Regions from separate parts of the Sus scrofa genome. Here region 2 is linked to region 1. Evidence: chromatin contacts called from public HiChIP or PLAC-seq data. All regions are on one chromosome and are shown on one strand. Each heading gives the region's core, a stretch centred on a gene start, on an enhancer-like site or on the middle of the called end of the contact. The rest is flanking DNA. Distances are from core to core; before and after follow the strand shown.

The links. HiChIP or PLAC-seq counts read pairs in DNA pulled down with a chosen protein or histone mark.
Region 2: an H3K27ac HiChIP or PLAC-seq map of skeletal muscle shows a contact between it and region 1, with 3 times the contacts expected there. The contact joins two enhancer-like sites. A contact is called at or near these places in 3 of 47 Hi-C or Micro-C datasets (blood, embryonic fibroblasts and mesenteric adipose tissue) and 2 of 2 datasets of contacts at active chromatin or transcription factors (alveolar macrophages and skeletal muscle).

The regions. Positions count from the first base shown.
Region 1 is chr5:9,566,998-9,573,864 of Sscrofa11.1, forward strand. No RefSeq gene overlaps it. Among named protein-coding and RNA genes, the nearest start is that of KCNJ4, 44 kb to the left of the region's middle. Within about 2 kb of position 3,339, at least 23 of the 83 cell types and tissues checked have an H3K27ac peak or open chromatin away from gene starts, as enhancers often do. A contact at or near this core is called in skeletal muscle, where this site is marked.
Region 2 is chr5:9,654,580-9,661,446 of Sscrofa11.1, forward strand. TMEM184B (transmembrane protein 184B) reads left to right here. Exons shown (of 10, transcript XM_005655511.3): 2 at 2,832-3,079; 3 at 4,784-4,949. The coding sequence starts at 2,888. Among named protein-coding and RNA genes, the nearest start is that of TMEM184B, 24 kb to the left of the region's middle. Within about 2 kb of position 4,097, at least 2 of the 83 cell types and tissues checked have an H3K27ac peak or open chromatin away from gene starts, as enhancers often do. A contact at or near this core is called in skeletal muscle, where this site is marked.

The sequences.
Region 1 (6,867 bases), core at 2,089-4,588:
GCAGCGATGGATCCTTTAACCCACTGCTCTGGGCTGAGGATTGAACTGGCACCTCTGCAGTGACCCAAGCCACTGCAGTTGAATCCTTAACCCACTGTACCACGATGGGAACTCCAGGAATTTGTATTTTGTTCAAATATTTCTTGATCGTCTGCATGATCTTACAGTGAAGTGTGTATGACCTGGGTAATTTTAAAGACCCACTTAAACCAACTAAAGCAAGACAAAACCCAAATTACGTTAACACAAAAAGAGGAAATACGTCACAATTTTGGGGGGCGTTTTAGGGGGCAGGTCTGTGGAATAGAAGGAGCTGTCACTTTCCCAAGAGTCATGTGATTTCCCTAAGGCTTGGTTTCTTCTTCTAGAAAATAAATCTAGGAGTTTCCGTCGTGGCTCAGTGGTTAGCAAATCCAACTAGGAACCACGAGGTTGTGGGTTTGCTCCCTGGCCTTGCTCAGTGGGTTAAGGATCCGGCATTGCCGTGAGCTGTGGTGTAGGTGGCAGATACAGCTTGAATCCTGCGTTGCTGTGAATGTGGTGTAGGCAAGTGGCTACAGCTCCGATTAGACCCCTAGCCTGGGAACCTCCACATGCCGCGGGTGTGGCCTAGAAAAGACAAAAAAATAATAATAATAAAAGTAAAATAGGAGTTCCCGTCGTGGCGCAGTGGTTAACGAATCCGACTAGGAACCATGAGGTTGTGGGTTCGGTCCCTGCCCTTGCTCAGTGGGTTAACGATCCGGCGTTGCCGTGAGCTGTGGTGTAGGTCGCAGACGTGGCTCGGATCCCGCGTTGCTGTGGCTCTGGCGTAGGCCGGTGGCTACAGCTCCGATTGGACCCCTAGCCTGGGAACCTCCATATGCCGCGGGAGCGGCCCAAGAAATAGCAACAACAACAACAACAACAACAAAAAAAAGACAAAAGACAAAAAAAAAAAAAAAGTAAAATAAATCTAATGGGGTCTGGTCTCAAGGGTCTCTGGAGGACTGGGGGTGGTGGTGGCAGGGGATGAGATGGGTAAAGGGCCTGACTTGGCCCTGGGTTTATCGTGAATATTCACTACACAAAAATATATGTAAGGGAGTTCCCGTTGTGGCTCAGTGGGTTAAGAACCTGACCAAGTATCCCTGAGGATGCAGGTTCAATCCCTGGCCTCGCTCAGTGGATGAAGGATCTGGGGGTGCCAAAAGCTGCGGTGTAGGTTGCAGACGCAGCTCAGATCCAGTGTGGCCATGGCTGTGGTGAGGCCTGAGGCTGCAGCTCCAATTCAGCCCCTGAACTTCCATGTGCCGCAGGTGGGGCTGAAGGAAGGAAGGAAGAGAGAGAGAGAAAGAGAGAAAGAGAAGGAAGGAGGAAAAAAGAAAGAATGAAATAGAGGGAGGAAGAAAGAGGGAAAAAAGGCGGGCAGGCACATGAGAGCGAGTTCAGAGTAGGGGGTGGAGAACAGACTCGGCTGGGGGTGGGGAGGTGTCCTGGGGGTGATGTGTGCTGGCGGATGCGGGTGAAGAGGCAGGGGCTTGTCCAGGCTGCCCGGTCTGGGAATGCGGAGAGTGATGGGAGACCACCTGAGGAGGAAAGAGGCCTCCCTCAGGATAAAGACTGACACAGGTGTCACTGGAACCAGAGACATCATATGCAAATACATACAACAGACCATGCAAATTAGCCTGACTGGTGGCCACTGGGAAGAGGACCCAGCAGGTGATTTTGTTCCCAGGGCCACCTGTAACAGAAACACCTGGGGAACGTATCCTGGTCCCCCGCCACCCCCAGACCCACTGCCTCCAGCCCCTGGAGCTGCAGCCCAGAAGTCCGCAAGTTCAAGGAGCCCCCCAGGCGATTATTTGCTAGTACTCATTTATTGAACATGCACATAAGGCATCATAATTATAAGACATTATAACATACGCACATTATAATAATAAAGTAAACATTCAGATAGAAAAGTAAACCTCCCTCCCTCCTCATTCCCCACCCCCATGCCCAGAAACAGCCACCAGTACCGGTTCCTGTATGTCCTTCTGGAAGCTACTCTGCCTCTGAGCCCTCAGATCCACAGCATCCAGGAGTCTTTGGGTGATGTCTCTGGGTCACTAGCAAACCAAACTGTCCCTTATTCACATCTTTGTTCACTCACTCAAAATTCACTAAGAGCCTGCGGGGCTCAGACACTCAGCGCTCAGTGACCCTGACTGACTCGGCCTCTCCCCTCTTCTCTCTAGGCCTTGATGATCTCATCTGTTAAATGGGTGCATTATCTCACCCGTAGGAGGGAGAATGCCTATGGGAGGAGCTAAACCTACAGTCCCTCCTTGCCTCCTTCCCTCGAGCCCCCCCACTCCCCCAACTCAGAAGTCCCCAAGAAGCTTAGCACCCCCCATCTGCCCTCCTCCCAGGCCCCATCCAGTTGGAGCGCCCCACCTCCTGGGCCAGAATCCGGAGCTCTCCCTTGCAGTTGCCCCCCACCCCCTTCACTAAGTCCTGTATTTTCTTCCAGCAAAAGGCTCAGCTAGCTGGCTTCAGCTCCCACAAATCTGCAAGCTCAAGGGTGGCCCCACACCAATGTCTTAGTTTGAGCCGTCGAGCTCCAGGAACCCCCTCTGTCAAGTTCCAAAGCCTCTCTATTTTCAGACCAGCACATAATTCAGCCATAGCCCGGATGCTTCAAGGCAGACCCATCACCAACACTCAGGGCCACCTGTTCAAGTGACATGGCCTCCCAGAATCGTCCCTAGTTTCCCAATTGTGAGTGAACGCATTCAGGGCACGTCTAAGGGGCACGGGCTCAGTCCCGAGAGTTTCGGGCGGTCAGGGCGCATCTTCTCTCCGCCAAGGGTTTGGTAAAAAGGCGCGCCCCCCGCCCCGCGTGACCCGGACCCAGCGGCCCCGCCGCGCCCCGCCTGCAGCGCCCGCGGAGGCCACATGGGGGCAGCAGGCGAGCGCCCTCCAAGCCGCCCGCCGCCCAAGTTCTAGCCCGGAGGCAGCCCGGATGCTGTGGGAGGAAAAGCATCCGGGAAACAGGGGACCTGGGCCGGGAGCTGGCCTGGCGCTGACGCCCCGCTGGGGTCCCAGGCAGGTTGCCTAACCCCCCCGGAGCCTCAGTTTCCCCATCAGAGGGACCAGGCCGTCCACAAGGGCCTCTTTGGCCCTGACAATCCCTGAGCGGGATTTAGTAACGAATGGAGAGTGGCTTTTGTGCCTGGTGTCCCTGCTCACAAAGCGGGGTCCTCTCTTGGGCTGACAGAAGCCCAGGTGGGGAAAAGGAGCCGGGAGAGGGAAGTGAGCCTCCTGAGGTCACATCCGACTCCAAGCCCAGCTCCCGCCCCGTGGAGATCCCTGTGTACAGACCAGCAGGCCAGGCCCCCAAAGGGGAGGGGATTTGCCGGTGCCTTTGTGCGAGGATCAGGGCTGAGCCGCGCCCAGCCTCTGTCTCTGCTGTTTCCACCACCTCCCTGGAGGTTGTTGTTGTTTTTTTTGTTTGTTTGTTTTGTTTTGTTTTCAGGGCCACACCTGCAGCATATGGAAGTTCCCGGATAGGAGTCCAACGTGCACTGCAGCTGCCAGCCTACACCACAGTCAGAGCAATGCCAGATCCAAGCCGCATCTGCGACCTACATCAGAGGACAACCCTGGATTCTAAACCCACTGACCGAGGCCAAGGATCAAACCCGGATCCTCATCCATACTCCACATTATTGTGGGGGTCTCAACCCGTTGAGCCACAACGGGAACTCCTCCCTGGAGGTTTAAGGACTTAGCAACCACCACCCCACCTCCTACCTTTACTTGGAAAATGAAAGGGAATAAGAATTGGCAGCTCAGAGTTCTCGCTGTGCCCCAACGAGATTGGCAGCCTCTTGGGAGTGTTGGGACACTGGTTCAATCCCCAGGCAGGTGCAGTGGGTTAAGGATCCGACATTGCCGCAGCTGTAGCTTGGATCTGCTCTCTGGCCCCGGAACCCATATGCCTCGGGGAGGCCAAAAATGGAAAAAACAAACAAACAAAAAAGAATTGGCAGCTCAGCACACACAGCCGGAGAAGGGAGAGGCTGCAGAGGCCCCATGGGAAGTCCTGGGCTGAGGGTTCAGCCTTCTTTACCACCTCTGGAGGGTCTGCAACAGGCTGGGGGCCTGGCCCTGTTGCCAGGACTGGCTCCTACCCGGCTCTCTTCAAACATCTCCTCAGGCCTAGCCTAACACAGCCCCTTCCATCTCCTTCCAGAAGGAGGACAAAGCTGGGGGTGGCCTTCCAAACTCCTGAGCACGGCCCCGCTCACAAGCGCAGCACAGCAGCCAGAAGAGGCAGATGAAGATCCTGAGGTTCCGAGTGGGTCAGAGGTGGGGCCAGGACTTGAACTTCCCACCCCAGGCTGTTTACACCCCTCCCTACAGACCTCGGAACAGGAAAGGAGGGCAGAGGGGCTATTTGCTGAGACTGCCTCGAGCCGGGCTGGGACCTGAGCTGGAGCCGTGCTCCCGCTGCTCTGAGAAACAGCTCCATGATGCATTTCACTTACAGATGAGGACGGAGCCCCGGCCACCAGGGATGAGCAGACCGGGATTTAAGCCAGGTCAACTTGGCTCCCACACCTGGCACTGAGCCTAGAGTCTGACCTGTCTCTCACAAAGGGCCCTGCAGGCCACTCCCTCCTGTGGCCCCGGAGCCCAGAGACCAGCACGGGGAGCAGGTTTCTAGGGTGACCCCCAGTAAGTCGGGGCAACTCCCTGTGCCTCGGTTTCCCCAGCCCTACCTACTTGCAGCACAAAAAAGTAATGAGGAAGAGTTCCTGCTGCGGCTCAGCAGGTTAAGAACCTGACATGGTGTCCGAGAGGATGCCAGTTGGATCCCCAGCATTGCTCAGCTGGCATCACCGCCAGCTGCAGTGTAGATCGCAGACGCGGCTCAGATCCAGTGGTGCTGTGGCTGTGGTGTAGGCCGGCAGCTACAGCTCTGATTCGACCCCTAGCCTGGGAACTTCCATGTGCTGCAGGTGTGGCCATGAAAAGAACTGAGGAGCGCCTCGCCTGTTCCAGCTAGTGCAGGTGCAGCGGGGGGAGCATCATGGGCCAGCCTTCCAGGACCCTCCCCCAGGTTGGGGGGAGAGGTGAAGACACAGCCCAGGACCACCAGGACCAGCATCACCAGGGTTGGCATCGAGGGTCATGGCCCGGGCTGATGTCATGGTGACAGGTCCTTCCCTACCACCCGCACTCAGACCCAGGCAGTGAGTGCCCAGCCTTGGCAGAGGGTGGAGTCCTTTGGCCTCCAGGACTGCCCTGGTCAGAGAAATATGTCAGCGGAAGGACCGGAGAGTCACCTGCTTTCCATTATGGTCGTCATCGTCGCCATTCTCACTGCCACCATCATCCTCACGAACTCCAGAGAAGTTCAAAGAACTTCCTCCTGGAGTTCCCGTCGTGGCTCAGTGGGTAACAAATCCGACTAGGAACCATGAGGTTGTGGGTTCGATCCCTGGCCTTGCTCAGTGGGTTAATGCTCCGGCGTTGCCGTGAGCTGTGGTGTAGGTCGCAGATGCGGCTCGGATCCTGCGTTGCTGTGGCTCTGGAGTAGGCTGGCGGCTACAGCTCCGATTCGACCCCTAGCCTGGGAACTTCCATATGCTGTGGGTGCAACCCTAGAAAAGGCAAAAAGACAAAAAAAAAAAAAAAAAAAGAACTTCCTCCTGGCCCATGTGTGGCCCACTCCATGGAAGCAGGGGGCTTGGGGAGAAGCCCTCTGGTGGTCTCCCCCATTGGAGTTGGGACAACAGGCAGAGGCCTGAAGCTTATCCCATGAATTCTCTGCTTAGGAGCCCAGGAGACTTCTCAGAGGAGGTGGCCTGTCTTCTGAGCTTTAAGAAACAGGTTGTGGGAGTTCCCTCTGTGGCACGGTGGGTTAATGATCTGACTTGTCTCTGTGGCTCAGATTCACAGGTGTGGCCAAAAAAGAAAAGAAAAAAGAAACAGGCAGTGTGGCTCCACTCGTACATGCTACCAGGAGGTGTCAAGTTTACAGAGACAGAAAGCAGAATGGGGGCCGCCCCTGGTTAGGGAGCCAGCGCTTAGTGGGCACCCGGTTTCAGTTTGGGAAGATGATGGTGGGGGGGTGGTCGTGCAGCAGCGTGAAGGTACCCACAACACGGAACTGTACGCTTAAAAATGGCTGAAATGGGAGTTCCCGTCGTGGCGCAGTGGTTAACGAATCCAACTAGGAACCACGAGGTTGTGGTTCGATCCCTGGCCTTGCTCAGTGGGATAAGGATCCGGCGTGGCTGTGGCGTAGGCTGGTGGCTACAGCTCCGATTCGCCCCCTAGCCTGGGAAACTCCATATGCCATGGGTGCAGCCCTGGAAGAGGCAAAAAGACAAGAAACAAGTCTAAAACGGTAACTTTTAAGTTATGGATATTTCACCACAATTTAAAACACACACAATTTTAATATTAAAAAATTTTTAATTTTTGTCTAAACATTTTTTGAGGAAAAACTGAGAAAATGAACATTTCCATTTCCACTTTTTAAAAAATAAAGGCTTGAGCAGGAATTGGGCAGGCAGAGCAGGGGACAGAGAGTCCCGTGAAGTTGGAGAAGAGGAGGCAGAGTGTGTCTCCAAAGTCAAGTGCACCGAATAGGACCCCAGACCGCAGCGGCGGGGTGCGGGGGGCATTGGCAGGAGGGCAGGGGGGGCAGAGGCCCGCCCCTGCCTCTCTCTCAGTCCTTCATGATCCCAGCATCTCCCACCCCGGCCTGGACCCCAACCCTCCCCACACAGAGTCACACCGGACAAGACCCTCCCAGCTCCCAAGACCTCTTGGTCACCCTAGCTCCTGGAGCTTAGTGTCTCTCAGTCCTCCTGCCCCCACCCC
Region 2 (6,867 bases), core at 2,847-5,346, 88 kb after region 1:
GGCCACGGAGTCGCTCGCCAAGGCTGTGGCTTCCGCTCCTGGGAAGCAGCTTCCTTCCTTTCCTGCAAGAAGGGTCAGGGCTCTTTCCTAGGAGGGACTGCAGAGCCAGAGGACAGCTCATCCATGGCCCCACTTGATGGATAGACAGTAGGCTCCCGAAATGTTCTAGGATCTGGTTTAAGTCCAGACAAAACAGCGTTTGACACCCCAGCCCTTGCTCAGAAGGAGAAGATCGGGGGGGTGTTTGTCCTTCCTGTAACCCCCCCATTTCCCCGTGTTTATTCATTTCATTTGGGATGATAGACAAAGATGATGATTTACAACCCAAATCTTCTTTTTTAGGAAATATTTCTGGCACTGGTTTTCAATTTTGCAACCATACTTGCAGGAGCTATTCTTAGACTCATCACTGTGTCTCTTTTTCAAAGCTCCACCAGGCTGTATATAGACACCTTCTCCAGTTTTGAGTTTCTTTATATAGATGCTTTCTCCACTTTTGAGTTTTTAAGTCTAGAAAACACGCTCTTGGTCGATGTGTTCGAGATCATTTATTTTTACAGGAAAATAGAATGATAAAGGGCTCTCCTAAGGTAGAAACTTAGAGCTGAGAGCAAACATGGCTCAGACGGGGGCAGAGGGCACTGGAGAGGGGGCAGGGGTGGGGGTGGGGGAGACAGGGGGCAAAGAGGGCATCAGCTCAGACTTGGAGGGGATAGGAGGGGTCATCTGGGCAGACCTCAGGGTTCAGGCTGAGATGGTTGGGTTTGGGGGTTTGGCCGTTTTCTGGGCCCACTGAACCTGTGCAGGCACGTGGCTGGTTGGGGTGGAGCTGAGACTCGAGCTCCGCCCAGGGCTCTTTGCACCTGTTTGCATCAGTGGTTGGCTTTTCTCCTGGCCCGTTGCAGGTTAGTCTTCTAGGGCCTCTGCCGCAGGGAGACTCCATGACCCCAGGATGTTGTTGCCCAGCCTGTCAACAGGTGGCAGCACTGAGAGGGACTTCCATCAGAGCCATGGGTCTCTGAAGCCCATAGATGCAGGAGTGGCCAGCCCTCCCAAGAGCAATTCCAGGTGGTCCCGCCTGAATCGCTTGGCTCTTTGAAAGCAGCTGCAGCCCCCGGCCTGGCCTGGGTCCCTGTTTGTACCCTTGCCAGGTGAACCCTAACAACAGCTCTTCCTTGCAACATCAGTGTTCCTTTCCAGTGGAAAACCACTAATGTGGTGCCCCAGGTACTGAAGGTGCCACCAGGAAGTGTGGGGCCGACATGAGAGCCCACCTGGGGTAACAGCACAGGGTCCTGGAGCGCGGTCTGTGTCCTTCCCACTCCCACCTTTACTTTCCCACCTGGAATCTTCCTTTATGCCAACTTTCTCAGCTCTGTTGCTTCTCTCTGAAGTACCTCAAATTCCTTTTGAAATAAAGAATGCAAATCAAGGGATCATAAAATAAACGTTATAAATGGCCTTGGTGCTGGGGATTCACAGATGGAAATGTGGTCTTGCCTCAAAGAGTAGAGGGTCTTAGGAGGATAAACATGAGCAAGTGACAGAGCTGCGTGTTACACAGAACAGCAGAGGCAGCAAAATGCATGGAAGGCCCTGATCAGAGCAAGTGAACAGGGCAGGCTTTTAGGAAGATGGATGCATGAGCTCAATTAAAAGTCAGCCAGTTTGGAATTCCGGTCGTGGCTCAGTGGTTAACAAATCCGACTGGATTTGATCCCTGACCTTGCTCGTGGGTGAAGGGTCCGGTGTTGCCGTGAGCTGTGGTGTAGGTCACAGACACGGTTCGGATCCTGTGTTGCTGTGGCTCTGGTGTAGGCTGGCAGCTACATCTCCGATTAGACCCCTAGCCTGGGAACCTCCATATGCTGCAGGAGCAGCCCCAGAAAAGGCGAAAGGCAAAAGGCCAAAAAAAAAAAAAAAAAAAAAAAAAAGTCAGGCAGTTTGAAGCGGGGGGAGGGCCACAAAGTCTCCAAAACTGCACAGCTGGATGGTGAGGAATGGCTGCCAGCTGTTAGGGAGACTGGGGGAAAATGGCGAAGAAGAGACACAGGTCCTCAGAGGAGATGCCTCAGCACTAAAGTGATCTTGCTAGACTAGGAGGTGTAAAGATGGGCGGAGCCAGCAGGTAACTTCTGAACACCTGCCGAGTGCCTGCACCGTTCCAGCTGCCAGAGGGCCAGTCTTGAGCAGAACAGAGCGCCTGCCCCCAGGGAGATGATGTCTGGTGCAGGAGGCAGTTAACAAATAGTGTCTTGTTTGTCAGGTGCAGTCGGTGTAAGGAGGGCTCTGGAGAGGGACAGAGCAGAGCAGAGTTGTGGGAGCACCTGCGCTGAGGGAGGGCTTGGCACGTTTGAGCGGGCGGTCAGGGCAGAGACCTAAGGACGTTCGGGAGCGAGCTCTGTGATTGGGTAGAGACAGCCCGTGCAAAGGCCCTGCGGTAGGATCGGGCTTGGCCTGTTCAAGGAGCAGCAGGAGGCCAGTGTGCTGGAGTGCAGGATTGAGATGGAAATTAAGATCGGGCAGTCTTATGGTCAGCAGCTTATCCTCCCCTGGAGATGGGAGCTGTTGGAGGGTTTTGGGTAGAGGAGAGGCCCAGTCCGACTGATGCCTTAGGAGGCGTGAGAATGGCAGGGTCAAGGGTCAAGGGCAGAAGCAGAGAGATGGTCAGGAGCCAGTCCATTAAGCCAGGGGAGACATGCTGGGGGCTGGAGTGAGGTGTGGTCAAGGTCCGGTCACATTTTGAAGGTGGGTGTCGAGCCCTGGAGGGTTCTTCCTGACACCACCATTGATGCTGGAAGGAGGCTCACATCGTGCTTCCTTCTGTCTAGGCCCGCTCGTCGCCTGCTCTGAGGTTCTCTCAGGGAGCCCCCTGCTTCTGGGCACCATGACCGTGAGGGGGGCCGTGCTGGCCCCGGATCCAGCCTCGCCCACCACAGCAGCAGCCTCGCCCAGCATCTCCGTGATCCCCGAGGGCAGCCCCACGGCCATGGAGCAGCCTGTGTTCCTGATGACAACCGCCGCTCAGGCCATCTCTGGCTTCTTCGTTTGGACAGCCCTGCTCATCACCTGCCACCAGGTATCCAGGCCAGGGAGGAACCCCAGCCCTCTAGGGAGGTCCTGAGAGCTTTCTTGTCCAATAGAGAATCAGTTAGACCAGGTCAAGCTATGCTGGAGTAATAAGCAAGCCCCAAATCTCAGGGGCTTCAACCAGGAGAATCAGTTTCTCTCTCTTTTTTTTTTTTTAAAGTTTTTTCGCCTTTTTTTAGGGCTGCTCCTGGGACACATGGAAGTTCCCAGGCTAGGGGTCGAATCGGAGCTGCAGCTGCCAGCCTACACCACAGCCACAGCAACCCCAGATCTGAGGCACGTCTGTGACCTACGCCACAGCTAGGGCAATGCCAGATCCTTAACCCACTGAGCGAGGCCGAGGATCAGACCTGCATCCTCATGGATACTGGTCAGGTTCTTAACCTGAGGAGCCATAATGGGAACTCCGAGAATCAGTTTCTTGCTCAGCCTGCACAGTGCAGGTCAGGTTCCTTTTTGTGGCTCCAGCATCGTGCAGCTTCGAGACATTGTCTGTCTGACAACTGCGTGTCAGGAAGGGTGTGTGCGGAAGGCACTCTGGGCATTTAACCTTCTCAACCAGCAATGGCCCTTGTCGTTTCTGCTTACCTTCCGTGGGCCAGACCTGGTCATGCGACCAGCCTAAGCTGTAGGGGAGCCTGGAGACTGAGGAGGAACACAGGATGGCAGTGGTCCCTTGGTAGATGAGAACACTGACACCCAGCGAGGGAGGACGGAGGGAGAACTTGCCTAGTCACGAACAAGTTGGTGGCAGAGCTGGGACACAAGTCAAGTCTCCCGTCCCCCGTCGCCATCCCCAGGGAAGCTGCCTGAGGAAGCGGGTTTGAGGGTTGCCTAGTGAAGAGGGGAGGCTGAGCGTTCAGGTCCCAGCGTTCCCCTTCCCTTCTAGAACCCTAGTGCTTCCAAGGCGGTTGGCTCACAGCAGATGGGGAATTCTGTTCTCCTCCCAAGCCCAGGGCTTGGCTGGGCCAAGCATGAAATCATGGGAGCCGGGACAAGAGACTCTGGCTGTGGGACTGTGCAGCGTGGCTAGAGCAGTTCTTGGCATTTGTGCGTAGCTTTATTTTTACCCCTGCTTTCTAAAAACCACATTTCAACTTCCCAGGGAGGCAGGCAGCGCTGCCTCTGCTCAGCAGATGGGAAAATGAGACACAGGATGAGGACATCACTGCGGACCCTCAGCCAGGAAGAGCTTCCACCTTCTGTGGAAGTGAGGGGCCCTCCTGTCTCTCCCCATACACCCTGCGTCAGCTAAGGGCCGGGGTGGGCGGGCGACCACCTGGATGCCGGTGTTCTAGCTCCACGCCCCAGGGCCCAGGTGTTTAGAGAGGCCGGGTGGCGGGGGACACACACATGCACGCGAACAGCCCCTGCACCACGCGCCTGCGGTTCCCAGACCTGGCTGTGCACCCGAATCCCCAGGGAGCTTGTCACGGCTGCGGCTCCCCAGCCTGGCCCTGACTCATCTGCTCTTGTGGCCCGTGTCTGTGAGGTGGCTGCAAGCTCCACGCTCCCCTTGATTTGATGCTCACAGCAGCCTCGCAGTGGACGTTGTGTCGTTGCACTTTGCCAAGGGGCCGCTGATAAGGCTCGTTCCGCGCCCTGGGCCGGGCTCCTCCTCCAGTGGTGCCGAAGGGCTGAGGCAGCTGCGGGCACAGTCGGGGCTCCAGCTGACCCGGCCCTCTGCCCCCAGATCTACATGCACCTGCGCTGCTACAGCTGCCCCAACGAGCAGCGCTACATCGTCCGCATCCTCTTCATCGTGCCCATCTACGCCTTCGACTCCTGGCTCAGCCTCCTCTTCTTCACCAACGACCAGTACTACGTGTACTTCGGCACCGTGCGGGACTGCTACGAGGGTGAGGACGGCGCGGCCCGGGAGGGCTGGGTGGGAAGGGGGCTGCACGCCCCCCTTGTCCGGGAGCCAGGAGCCCCTCTTCCTGGCTTCCTCCCTGGCCTGGGGTGGGCAGGGAGCGGGGACGAGCATTTGCTCTGGGCAGAGAGGCATCCTAACCTGCGGGCCAGTCGGCAGGTGCCAGGGGCTGTGCAGGCGGCAGAGGCCAAGTGGTTAGAGGGTCTGCCCTGGAGGCAGGGACGGGGCAGGTACAGCCCTGCAGGACAGACAGGGCCCCCAAGACAGGTCACAGACCATCAGGAATATGGAAGAAGGGCCCTGAATTCAAGATCCCTGGTCTCACGCCCACCCTGCTCGTGGTCCTACGTTTTCCTGTTTCCTCCCGGACGCATACTGCCGCTTTCAGGTAGAGCAGCCAGGTGTGATTTCCTCATGCCAAGGCCAGGCAGCCTTGGTGTCTGAACTGGTATCTGCTTCCCAGACCCGGGAGGGCTTTGCCCCGGCCCTGGGCTCTGTGGATGTTGGGGTGCAGCATGCTCATCCCCAAAGAAGCCAGAGCCTCTTTCCATCCCACCTCGAACCTGTGGGTCCCCGAGGACGCACAGGGCACGGGAAATGCCTTTGGACTTGGCAAGGAAACGCAGGCACCCAGTAGGCACAGACTGCACTGCACCAGCCCCTTGGCCACACTGGCCTCCTATCCTGTCCCTGCCAGCCCCCTCTCCAGGGCACATCCATGTCCCCAGTGCCTGAAGAGCTCTCCCACCCACTTCTCCTCCTGCGTCTTGACTCCAGCCTCTCCTCAGCACGGCCTTCCCCGTAGCCCCCGTTCCCAGCCCCTGCCCGAGTCCCTGCACCCTCACTGCAGTGGGCAGTTTAGCGCAGACAGCGTGCCGCCTGGTTCGCTCTGTCTCCCTCCATCACTGTCGACTCTGCAAGAGCAGGAATAGACGGGGAGCCCGAGCCAGCAGAGCTGGGCACGTGATGGTGCTCACAGCCTCCCTATTTTTTGAATGAATAAGGGACTTTATTAAACACCTGCCTGGTGCCTTGTGTTCACCCTCTTAGGGCCTCATCGAATTCCCAGGCTGGCGTCCTGGCCCAGCTCTGTCAGGTGCGAACACCGATGGTGGGTGGGGACCTGCTCCAGGCATGACTAGGCCTCCAGTGCCTGATGTTCCTGGAAGCAGTGGACTCCTCAGGGACACCTCTAGGAACCTGGGGAGCTGTAAAGCCTGGGGCTGGGGCAGGTGGGGCTGAGAACCCATTGCTGTTCAGCGGCCAGCCTTGCACGGGTGCCTGGGGCAGCCTCTGCCGATGGTTCCTTCAGGAGCAAAAAGCTGTTCCCCGCCAAAGGAAGGGGTCTCTCCGTGTAATGGGGGCAGGTATAGGCTCCCTTCTCCCTCAGGCCGTGAGGACTGTGTGCGTGGCAGAAGTGGGGGCACAGCCAAGGAGCCTCCACACCATCCTGAGTCCTTACCCGTGCCCCAGAAGTGGCAGAGGTGGTTGGTGCCCCCCCCCCGAAGCCCTTTTGTTCAGGCCCGCCTGTCCCAGCCTTCCTCCCCGCCGTGTAAGGTCCTCGGAGGGAGCCCGCCGCTCTGCGAAGCCCATCTCCTAGCAACGCCATCACCCCGTGGCCTCTCCTGCGGAGTTTACAGACAGCATGGCAGCTGCTCTGAAGGTCAGGCTGCCCCGAGTCCACCAGCTCGCCGTGTCTGAGTCTGTGGGCTTGGCCCTGGCCTGGCCTTTTCCTGCACCTCCGCTCTGTCTCGGACCCATTCCCTCTGCACTCTTACCTGCAGGTGCTGGCAGCCGTCTGCAAGGGCTGCCCCTGCAGAATGGTGACGGGGCATGTCCCTTAAAATTCAAAAAGAGCCCCCTTCGTTCTCCCCCTTCCTCCTCACTGTCCTCACTGTAGGAAG